Regions from separate parts of the Mus musculus genome. Here region 1 is linked to region 2. A link is a contact called in public promoter capture Hi-C data. All regions are on one chromosome and are shown on one strand. Each heading gives the region's core, a stretch centred on a gene start, on an enhancer-like site or on the middle of the called end of the contact. The rest is flanking DNA. Distances are from core to core; before and after follow the strand shown. Region 1 holds the start of Serpinb2 (serine (or cysteine) peptidase inhibitor, clade B, member 2). Region 2 holds the start of Serpinb7 (serine (or cysteine) peptidase inhibitor, clade B, member 7).

The links. Promoter capture Hi-C pulls out the DNA fragments that hold promoters and counts their contacts.
Region 1: a contact with region 2 is called in a promoter capture Hi-C map of the HPC-7 cell line, with 3 times the contacts expected there. The contact joins the promoter of Serpinb2 here to the promoter of Serpinb7 in region 2. A contact is called at or near these places in 7 of 39 promoter capture datasets (the HPC-7 cell line, HPC-7-derived erythroid cells, embryonic stem cells and 4 more) and 2 of 9 other capture datasets (adipose tissue and liver).

The regions. Positions count from the first base shown.
Region 1 is chr1:107,508,943-107,514,498 of GRCm38.p6, reverse strand. It overlaps Serpinb2 (serine (or cysteine) peptidase inhibitor, clade B, member 2), which reads right to left and starts at 2,989. Exons shown (of 8, transcript NM_011111.4): 1 at 2,915-2,989.
Region 2 is chr1:107,419,785-107,425,683 of GRCm38.p6, reverse strand. It overlaps Serpinb7 (serine (or cysteine) peptidase inhibitor, clade B, member 7), which reads right to left and starts at 2,995. Exons shown (of 8, transcript NM_027548.3): 1 at 2,952-2,995.

The DNA of each region.
Region 1 (5,556 bases), core at 1,740-4,239, 89 kb before region 2:
TTTCATGACTTAAGGCCCTGTGTACAGCTGGATGCCTGGACGCACCAAAGGGTGTATGTGTGCAAAGGGATGTTAGGTCAACACCATTTTCCTAGCTGTCTATTTTTCTTTCATCATCATATAAAATAACCTATAATTATGGAAATAAATAAATATACCAAACAATGACAACACTCAGGTCTTTGTAAACTTTCTGGGAGAAAGAGTTTCCAGAACTGTAGTGGGGAGTTCCCTGGATGAAGCAAGACTGTAGCTACTGTCTTGACTTTCTACAGAAGTGCTGTGGAAAAGAGAAGAATTTGCACCAAAAGTTGTCATTTATAACAAAATGCTAGTGCATTTTGTAAAGACAAATTAAATAAATTAAACTGTGCTCCTTCAACACTTTTCCATTCCCTTGTCTCTTCACTTAATTTATGAGTGTGTGTTGGGGCAGGGGGCACGTAAGTATGAGCAAGAGTGCACATGTCATTAGATGAGTGTCAGAGGACAACGTTACGAAGCCAGCTTTCTCCTTCCAAGTCTACATGGGTTCTGGGGACAGAACTCAGGTCACCAGGCTTGTGTGTTGCACCCATACTTTTGTTTAACTTTTTTGTGACTCTATGGGGTGGATATGACTGACTGTTCTACAGACCACATTCAAAAGCTCCTGGAGGTTAAGCAGCTTTTCTGAGGCCCCACAGTTCACCGTAATATCACAAAGATGCAGGCTAACATCTGCCACTGACTTCTGGGTGGTTGAATCCTTCCAGTGCTGATGCAAGCCTTCACTATGGCTTTCAGCTTTATGGAACTGATATATTGAGAAATACTAGAAAAGGGAAGTTTAAAAAGAAATCAGCAAAGAAGCACATCTGCATTTCCCCCTTGAAAGTTTATTAATGTAAAAGAAAGCAGTTTTGCTTTCCTACTTGTTTTTACCTCAGATGCCAGATTAAGGCAGGTAGTTCAGAAATTAAATTCTCCTCCAGTGACTTAAAATTATAATAAGGCTTCACACATAGACTTCCTTAAAACATTTCTTTAAAATTGTTCTTCTGTTTCTAGGTGAAAATTCAAGTAAGGGATCAGCACTAGGAGAATATCAACTCCAGGAGAGTACATTCTGATGTCTCCTATTCATAAATCCGTGCAACAATCTATATAGCCAAACTTTAGCACTACAAAAGCTTAAGTGTCAAGACAATCCACAGAAGGGACAGATAATACTAAACTAGGACTTCAGGTAACTTGATAGAGAAAAAAAAACATTGCTAAGTTGAGTGAAATTTTTCCAGATCTATTTACTCCTTTATGAAGTCATCTCAGTCTGGGGATGTGACTGAGCGCTAGCTGTGCTGTGGCCTGTGCTCAGACCTCTAGTTTACCAATAAATAAAAACATTGAACTAAACAACCTGAATTATTCTGAACTAGAGAGGTGGTCCTTGAACTCAGCATGCAGCCAGGAAGGATGGAGAACTTCAGATCCTCCTTTGTCTGCCTCCCAAGTGCTGAGATTACACCTGTGTGCAACCCAGCCTGATCTACGTAGTCCTGGGGATTGAATCTGGGACATCATGCATGCTAGGAAAGCACTTCACCATCTGAACAACAACCCTTGTTCCCAAATTCTATTTTTAAATGATGTGTTGTTAATTACATTTACATAAAAATGGTAGTGTCTTTACTGCAATCACCTAATTACTTCTGCCACATTTTGTTTAATGGGAATAATCACATATCCCATCTCCTTTGGGATTTCTGCTATAATAATGAAAATGTGAAGAGGTAATTAGTGCAGAGCTAATTAATTTCAGCATCTGGACTTTTCCTATAAATTCTTCAAATAATATTTGAAAGCTTCAAACTAGTATATATATATATACACATAGTGGTCCCTGACTCTTGGACAAGACCACATCTTACACTTGGATAGGATGAGGTTATAGCATGATGACAGGATAATAAGCCATACAATTCCATATGCTTCCAAATATGACACTATTATTAGCATTAGGATGAATAAATGGAAATTATCTGCTGGGTGGGGCTCTCTCTTCTTTTTGTTGGTTCCTGCAATACAAGTTTGGCAAATGCACTGGTGAAACTTGGCAGAGGTGATGAATTTGGGAGGTACCATAGGCTCACCACCTGCTACACTCCCTCTCTGAATTAGACCTGGATGTTAAATTGGATTTTTCTGCAGCGTTTCAAACATATTTTAGTGTGTGTAAACACATAATAAAGATGTTTTTAAATTGTTTTCAAAACTCAGTAAAAACTAAGATAAGGCAGTAGTGATATGGAAATATACCATCAAAACTAAAACAAATTTTCCAAAAACTGGTAGCAGTATTTTAGTTGATAGTTTCCATAATGAATAATTATCTGCTTGATAAAGGTTAAATTGTTAGTTTGGTTAATCCATCAGCTAATTTACTTGATATTTCTCTTTCACAGAATTGATCCATTACAGAACTAGGTCAAATAAATACATTGTGATACTGGATTGTCCTGACCCAAATTTTTCCTTAATTTTTATAGGTTCAGGCTGTTAACTTTAGGTGAAAATTGAACTTCACATATTTATAAATATAAATACATTACAACAAATTATTTTTATATAAAAATGAAATGCTTAATTTCAATTTTAAGTATAAACATTTTAATATTTGTAGTTATTTATGCCTGATTTTATATCAAACCAATAGGTAATATAAAACATACATATTATATAATCTGCTCAGTACTATTATCATTGAAACTGCAATAGATGTACATTTCAATTTCAGTTTGGCTAGTGATACACAGGCATTTGCTGACTTCTAAGACTCAAAGTCAAGCAGTCATAAATTTAATTCAAGTCTTAAACCAAAATATCTTTAGTTAAACAAGCGAAAAAGAAAATATGGTTCAATTCCTTTACTTACCCTCTACACAGCTCAATATAGTAACTATTGCTATGAAGGAGGAGAGAAGAAAGACGCCCTGGATTCACTAGAGATGCTCGGGGGAATTGCTGAAACACTGTATTACCTCGTTATCTTCTGAGCGGCTGACACACAGGAAATGCTTCTTGGAAAGCTGGCACTGTGTGGACAAGGTAATGACTGGTTTTATAAGACTCTGCCCCTCCCACACAGCTCTTTTTTCAAACTTTTTAATTTGTATTCTTTGTATGATTCAACATTTTACTCATAAAGACATCATTAGAAAAGAAATGCTTGCTTGTAATACTCAGTTTAAGAAACAACTAGAGAGTGTGATGTCATTCAAAATTCAAGAATTTAGCAATTTCCAATTTTAAATCTATTAGCTGTAATCTGCACCACTCACACTCATGTCTCCTCCTTTCTCACTGCATTCAATGACAGCATGAATTTCATGATACTCAATCCACCTTTGGACAGCCACCATCTGTGGGAGTCTTTACAATAAAGGATGTTGTCTTTTCTTCCCTTTGGATCTACAGGGAATCAAAAGAACCTCCACACAAAAGAGGAAAGAGAAAAAAACACACTTGATTTTTCTAATTTAATAATTATTTTAAACTATGATTCTCTCAGGAATAATAATCTGAAATAATTCTAACCTACTGTCTCAAGACACACCCAAAGAACTTTTCATATGGCCTTGATCACACCGCCAGTATTAACCTACTTTAAACAATGACAACCTACTGCTTATGTTGACTTATAATTGGCAGAAACCTATACATGCTAATTGTAATCTTGAACACTCATTTTGGAAATATTTCCAATTTTCTAAAAACACTAAAAATGTTAATTAAAAATAGACAAAAATTACACATAAATAAATGTGATATGAATCTAAACATTTTCATACTGTCATAATTTATTAGGAAGAGTTGGAAACACATCTACCAGATCACTTCTCATTTCTTAATTGTACATTTATATGGAAGCACATACATAAGAACATGGAAAGTGCCACACTTCATGGGGTACTCCATGCCTTTGACTGGAGATCTGGGATGAAGACCACAAATGTCATGTCATTCCATTAAACCAAGGGGTGCATTTTGGGCTGATATGTACTCTTTTACAAGCTGTGTTCTGTTCTTTCTCCCTGTAAATACTCAGTTGATGCTATTATCTGCTGAACCCATTCTCTTTTTGGTTTCCATCTCCTAGATAGCACCCACTGGTGTATTTATGTGACCAGCTAAATGTTTTATCAACCATTCCCCATCTCCACATCAGCAGCTCTGTTTCCTGAACATGTCAGATGAGCCTAGACTTTGCCCACACTTTGTTTCACTTCTTTTTCAGATTAGGCTATTTCTCATCTTTATTTATTCAATTAAAGTTCTTCCCCTCAAGGGAGACATCATTGTTTTTCCCACTGGTCCAAATCTCTGACTTCTATATCTTAGGATTTGATGACGCTCATTCTGATTCCTATAAGCCTCAGGGAACTTCCAGTTACAACTGCAACATTTAGAATTGAGCCTGCAGTACAATAATTAATTTTGTCCTAGCTGCTCCCTCAAACTTGGGCTTTTATCCTTAGGTAGGTAATTTGATTAACCTATACCAATAAGAACACTTTAAGTGGCTTCTTGCTAAATTATTTTTCGGCGAGTTGAGGACAGTGCTGAATCTCTCTAGAAAGGTCTGGTTATGTGGTGCATAAGGACAAGGATGATGAAAGATTGTGAAAGATCTGTTTCAAGTTTCCCTTTCTCCACTTTCTAGTTGTATAATCGTGCATCTATCTCTCACCTTCTATAAGCATTACTTTCATAACAATACCACACAGATGGGAGTGATAATTACTTAGATGACAAGCAAGCCTCTTCCGCAACCATTACCCTCACTTCATCTGTATATTATTCAGATACACCTTGACCTCAAGGGATAACCTCTGTTCTACTTTATGACTTCTGGGAGAATTGGGGGATGGGTATGTTCTCAGAAAACAAAACAAAAACAAATTGTTCCAGATGAAAAGGGAATATTTAAGGAAAATGTTTATGCCCTATACCTATCTGCTGCCATGTCAGTGCCTTTGATTTTATGACTATGTGATACCAGAAGGGGCTGCAGCCATGTTATTCAGAGGGCAAGGCTGAAATTGTTTTCAGATGGCAAACCATACCCTTGATACCAGAGCTCCTCCAAACGAGCACCTTGAACCACTTAACTTCCAATTTCTGTTATTATTGTCATATTATTGTCATATTATATGCATTTATGTTAAGCATTGTTATACACACATATATGTCATATATATAATATTTCATATATACATACATATAATATTTCATATATACATACATACATACATTCATATATATAATATTTCATATATACATACATATACATACATACATACATACATACATACATACATATGACAGTCTTTTATGAAGGACAGATGAGACAATGCTTGCCCAGGATTTGCTATACTATGCCTTGTATAGTAAGGGTGCCATTGCATGAGCCAGCAGTGTGGCTGTTGGTTAGGTTTACAAGTGGCCTTCTCATCTACATTAGTACAATTTCACAAATTTAGCTTAATAAAGAATACCTTTCACATAACATACAAT
Region 2 (5,899 bases), core at 1,746-4,245:
ACTATCCAATAAAACAAAAAAAAAAATCAGTCACACCACACACACACTTTATTCCAAGAAAGAATATCTGTGTTCTTTTATAAATTATTTAGGAAGCTGGATCCAGTAGCTCAGGTCTTTAAATCCCAGCACTCTGGAGGTAGAGGCAAGCAGACTTCTTTGAATTCAAGGCCAGCTTAGTCAATACAGTAAACTCCAGGCTAGCAAGTGCTACACCATGTGTCCCTATCTCAACATCAGCAACAACAACAAAAAGAAGAAGAGGAACAACAACAAAGGGTAAGTCAGGGAAGGAAGGAAAACATTATTTTGGTCTGATGGTGTAATTTAGTACACAAATCTTTGGGTTTTCTAGCAATGTCAAAATTGAAATTAGATAAAACTACCCAGAAATTATTTAACTGATTTCATATCTTATCCAATTCATCCAGGACAGAGAACACTGGTGATTCCAAGTGGCACTACAAATAAAACATTATAGCAAAAGAGAAACATGAAAATACAATTGGGGCTCTGGATGGGTTTGGTAGTGAGTGACGACAGGCCAGCCTTGCACACTGAGTGACACTGGTACTATCTATGGTCCCTAAGCCTTTATGTGACTGAATTGTATTTTGGCCTTAGGAATAAGTATTACAACTGTAACTTGAAAAATCATGAACCAAATTAATAAAAATATGAAGCAAAAAATTAAACACATACTGATAGGTTTTTTTTTCATTAATTTTAGAAGCATAAGGATTTCTTCTACAAGATGTGTTTAGAATCTCTGTCTTCAAAAGTTTCAGGACTCCCTGTTGGCAGTGGACACTCAGTGCAAATGAATGGGATTGCTCTTAGAAATCACCTTAACAGCAAACACATAGGAGCTCCATCCAGAGCTCACAGGAATATTGTGTCCGTGGGAACATTTTAACACACTGACATGGTGGCGGCTGAGCCATTAAAATGAAACTAAAAGGGTTTTAGGCCAGCGGAGGCTATCAGGTTAAATTTTACTTCAAGTTAAACCCCAATTCTCCCATTTGGTTACAAATGTCTTGCTAATTTACACTTTTTAGTTAAAAAAAGAGAGAATAATTTCTGAGTTTTCAACATTATTCTTTACATTCCAAACAATAAAAGCTTTTCTTTTCTAAACTTTTGGTCAACGTGGTAATGTTTCACAAAATGGTTATTATATCAAAAAGACAAGAAAACTAACACAGGAATTTTCTCATTTAAAAAAATTAGTGTAACTAATTTCATTGAATATGATGGATTTCATGGCATCCAAATCATACTGATAAAAAGTAATTACAGAAAACGATGAGCCAAGACATTCCCAGACAATAATAAATCTTGAAGTCTTAACTTATAAAATGATGGATAGCCCTAAATACATTTAATCACTCTTACATTAACAGGCTCACGCAGGTTGAAATAAATTCCAGAAAAATTATATTTTGCATAGTTGATTGGTGTACTGTATGTTCATTAAATGCAAGCCCCTCTCCTCTTTGTAGAGGAGACCTGCATTCCATAGGCAAACAGACAACTTTACTTAAGGCTGACTAGGGGAATAATGCTATGATGTCCCCTGCTGAGAGATGAATAAATATTAGCATCCAAAGATTTTTCCTTCTTCCTATAAAAACTTTGCAGCAACTTAAAAATAAATATGTAAATTGCCAATAAAAATAAACAATGTTTGGAAAATCATCAACATATGCCAAACACTTGGTCCTTAGTTATGTAACTAAGACAGTTGTAAAGGAAAGTAATTTGGGCTCAAGCCACATAAGATGCCACTACAGTGTCACCCATCATGTTGTGACAAAAAAAACTAAACAAAAACAAAAGCAAAAACAACAAACAACAAACTTTTTAATTACAAAAGAATTTGGCTACAGAGAGGAAAACTTAATGTAATCCCCAAACCATATTCTCTTGTTTCTTCCATAGACTAAGTTTTATATAAAATTACAAAATAGTAAGAAACGTTTTCTAATTTTAAACTTAATACAAAGTAGAAAATTCTCATGAACATTCTTAGTTCTGAAATTTCAGATGAAAAAATCACAGCTTTGGTTAGCTGTGAACTGTTTCAACACTAACAACATTTTCTGTCTCTCCTCTGGTGTCAATATATTTGTGTCAAAACAAGAGTAAAGCAACGACAAGAAAATACAGGTTTCACCAAAGCTTTCCTATAATAATCTAATTAAAGTATCAAGGAAATTATTTTTAAAATGAAGCACAAGAAAACTTACATATGTCACCTTCAATAATATATAGAATACAATGACTCTGATTTGTGGCCCTTGGTTGATAAAATATATGGTTTGGCTTCATGGTAAAAGCATATGTAATCTTAGAGTAATTTTTACTATGCAATAAAAATTAATTGCTCCTAATAATTAATTACTAGCAGAAAGCTTATATAATTACTGCATTAAATCATATATAAGAACAGCATAACTATTAAAGGAATTTAATTTTTGTCAACAGTACTCCAAATAATATATTATAAGACAACTACTGCTCTCCAGAATTATTCTCAAACCTTTCTATTTATTTTAAAAAGTGCTAACTTTGATGAAGTTTTATCCATATGACTGTCTTACATTATGATTGATTCTATTTTAAAGCATTGGTAAATTCCGACAAATAGTGAGTGACCTAAATAGGAACACACAAAATAAAAAAGCTAGATTCATACATATTTCCCCATTTATCTTTTGGAAAAAAAAATGAACATAAAATCTTGACTGATAGCTGATCTCCCACACTGTGGTGAATGTCATTCTCTGTGACGCTAGTCAAAGCGAATCGGGAGAAGCCATAAGCCAGAGAGCTGAAGACTTTTCGGAAAGCTTGATGCATTTAATGTCTCATGCACCAAAAAGAACTGAAGATTCACTCCACCCCCTCCCTCTCAGCTTTACACCGTGGACATCTGAAGCATTTACCTTACTCTCTTCATAGAGGAAGTTGCAGCTGGTTGGGTGAGTCTGGAAGAGTTCCCTGCATTACTCTGAAATATAAAGCCTCTGACTCAGACACTCCCTGTTTCCTATTGTGATGACCACAATAGTTTAAAGATAACTCCATTCAAGTGAAATTATGCTCAAGCAAATTGAAGAAAATTTGTAATGAGCTATAATTTCAATTCAAAGTTGTCAGGATATGTTCTCATGAAATTGAATGATTTTAATATTATTATAGCATATATATTTTAAATATGTATATAAATGACATGAAACTTAGTGGCTCGTCTGTGATATTGCTGACTTCTCTATTCCTCTCCCCTTTCAATTTTAGCAGACAACAAGGAAGACAGCAGAGTAACCCCCCTTCAAGGGCTCATTTTCTACAGAATTGGGAACCAGGGAATCTGTACCTGAGGATGAGGGAGCTGGCTCTTTCTGGAGAAGCAAGCTTATATTATTGATTCTGGTTGACCTCATACATTATTCCTTGTATTCTAGAATTCCTTTCATTTTAATTGTATGGCATAATGCAAATATTGAATACTTTTGATCATTCAAGATTCTCTAAAATGAATATCTTCTCTGACTAATACATTGAACATATGGGGAAAGGCAGCTGCCATCATCATAAGAGAAATAAGTCAGTGATAGGAAAACAGAAAACAAACAGAGATAAAGGTAATGTGTGTCATCATCATTGACATCATAAAACAAAGACATGCTGTGAAATGTGCCATAAGACAACTGCTAGAGCATCTGGGGATAGGTTGCTCTTGGTTGTGATAAATGCTGAACACTGAGGTAAATAAAAGGTAAGACATATTCCTCTAAAGGGAAAAAGATGGGGCTTTAGGGAGTGTTATGAAAAGCAGAATAGTCAAGAGATATACTATGATTTCATGAGAAGAGATATCTAAATATAGTCTCAAAAGCAAAAGACAAAGTTGAGTAATTTCATTCAAAGCTGAGTAGCATCAAAGCTGAATGATGGTTAGATATTCAGAGACAAGAAACATGGCTCAAAGCAGCTGAGTGCTGTTGCTGGCAGTGAGTGTGAGAAGAAGCAGGGGGTGAGCCAAGTATGAACTGCTGTTTCACATGACAAGTTTGCATCTGGGCTCCCATTGCTTGGACTATATGTAACCTGGAAATAAAATAAAGAATAATTTACTACATCTAGGGTTACATTCCAGCTGGGCAATTCTACTAGCTGTGACCTTGAACCAGGTTAAATTTTTGTGGCTAAATTTTGCATCGATTAAATAATAATTCAATTTGGTGATGTAATATAAAATAGCATCTTGCCTATAGTCTAAGCCCCAATAATTTTAATGTCCCCTTTCAACCTTCACCCCCACCACAACTTTGCCTTTTTAAATAGTATGCTCATTACAGTGACATAGTAGTGTATAAAAACACTGTATTATATAATATACTATACTAATAATTTATTGTATTATACTTATATTAATAACATAATAACATTAATAACATTGATATAACATATATTATATATTCTATAATATTATATATTATAGAATAATATATTATTACATTGAAAGTCTTGATGACTTCGTCCATTCTTAGATAGTACTTTATTTCACTACTAAAGCCCAAGTAAATAATATCCCTCTGCTGGATAGTTTAACAGAAGGAAAAAGAGGTGGCTGAGATGCACAGAAGATACTGTTGGAGAAAAGGATAAGGCTCACCAATCTAATACAGTGGTCCTTGGACTTCCTGGTCTCAGCATTCTGAATTTCATCATTCTAAGGCTGGACATTTACAAAGACTCATCCACATCTTTGAGGCATAAATCTTTTCAAAATACCTCAGCTTACCTATTATATTTCCAAACCATGCTAAAGATAGTCTAAGTTCCCCAATGATGCCATTATTTTGGTGACTAAACTCTCTTCAACAGGACACAAGGCTCCCATGGTACTAGTAGAATTGAGGCTTAAAAATTAAATGTTTGCCACTAAAATATGCATACAGTATGATGTCCTACAAAAGCCCAATCCATGAAGGGTATATGTATGAAAATATTTCTGTGAGTGGACCTGCTGTTCAGAAGAAACAGTTGCCTTAGTCTCCATGAGTGGGAAGGAGGTTTTCTTGAGTGCAGAGCTGGCACAGAAGTGTCAGGAACCCTGGAAGGGTTCTTTCTGGGGAGTTATGTGAATATATCGAGAGTAACATTATATTTTGAGTTATGACTCATAATGTTTAAAATTGCTACAAGAAAATAAGGAAATATATCCAACGTATGTCCACAACTCAATGTATGTAGCTGATTAAAATTCTCATTTGGATATAAAGTTTTATGAGAAGGTGAGCTGGCATCCTGGACTAAAAACAAAGAAATCGTAAGGAGGTTGCAAAATAAAGCTGAGAGGGCTGACAGCGATGGCCAGCTATGGAGACCCACAGAGCTCCTTTCTGACACCTCAAATCTGACACCTCAAGGGTAACTGCTACTCATACATGCTCACTGCACTACCAGAAGAGGGATCTTTCCAATGAAGCAACCTAGAGAGCTTTTATAACTCTGAAGATGGCCTCTGGCCATCTACAACTGGAGTGAGATTCAGTAGTGAAGTCATCTGCCACTCACAAGAACGAATAAGAGAGGCATACTTGAGTATGGAAAACAACAAGGTATTTACAACAGCATTCCTACACATAGAAGCTTTGATGATGATCACACTCATTCACAGGTAAAACATCTCCACCCTCTTCTGTACTCTCCTGTGCTAAATTTCTATGCCCTGAACTTAGGAAAAGAGCAAGAGGGCGGAGGTGACAACCTTATTTACCACTATTTGATAGATCAAAGTGACCATATATAACCAGGTTTGTTTTAAAAAAAAAATCGAAATAGGTCTTAAGGCTGTCCCTGGGTGCAGGCTCCATGCACCTGCTTA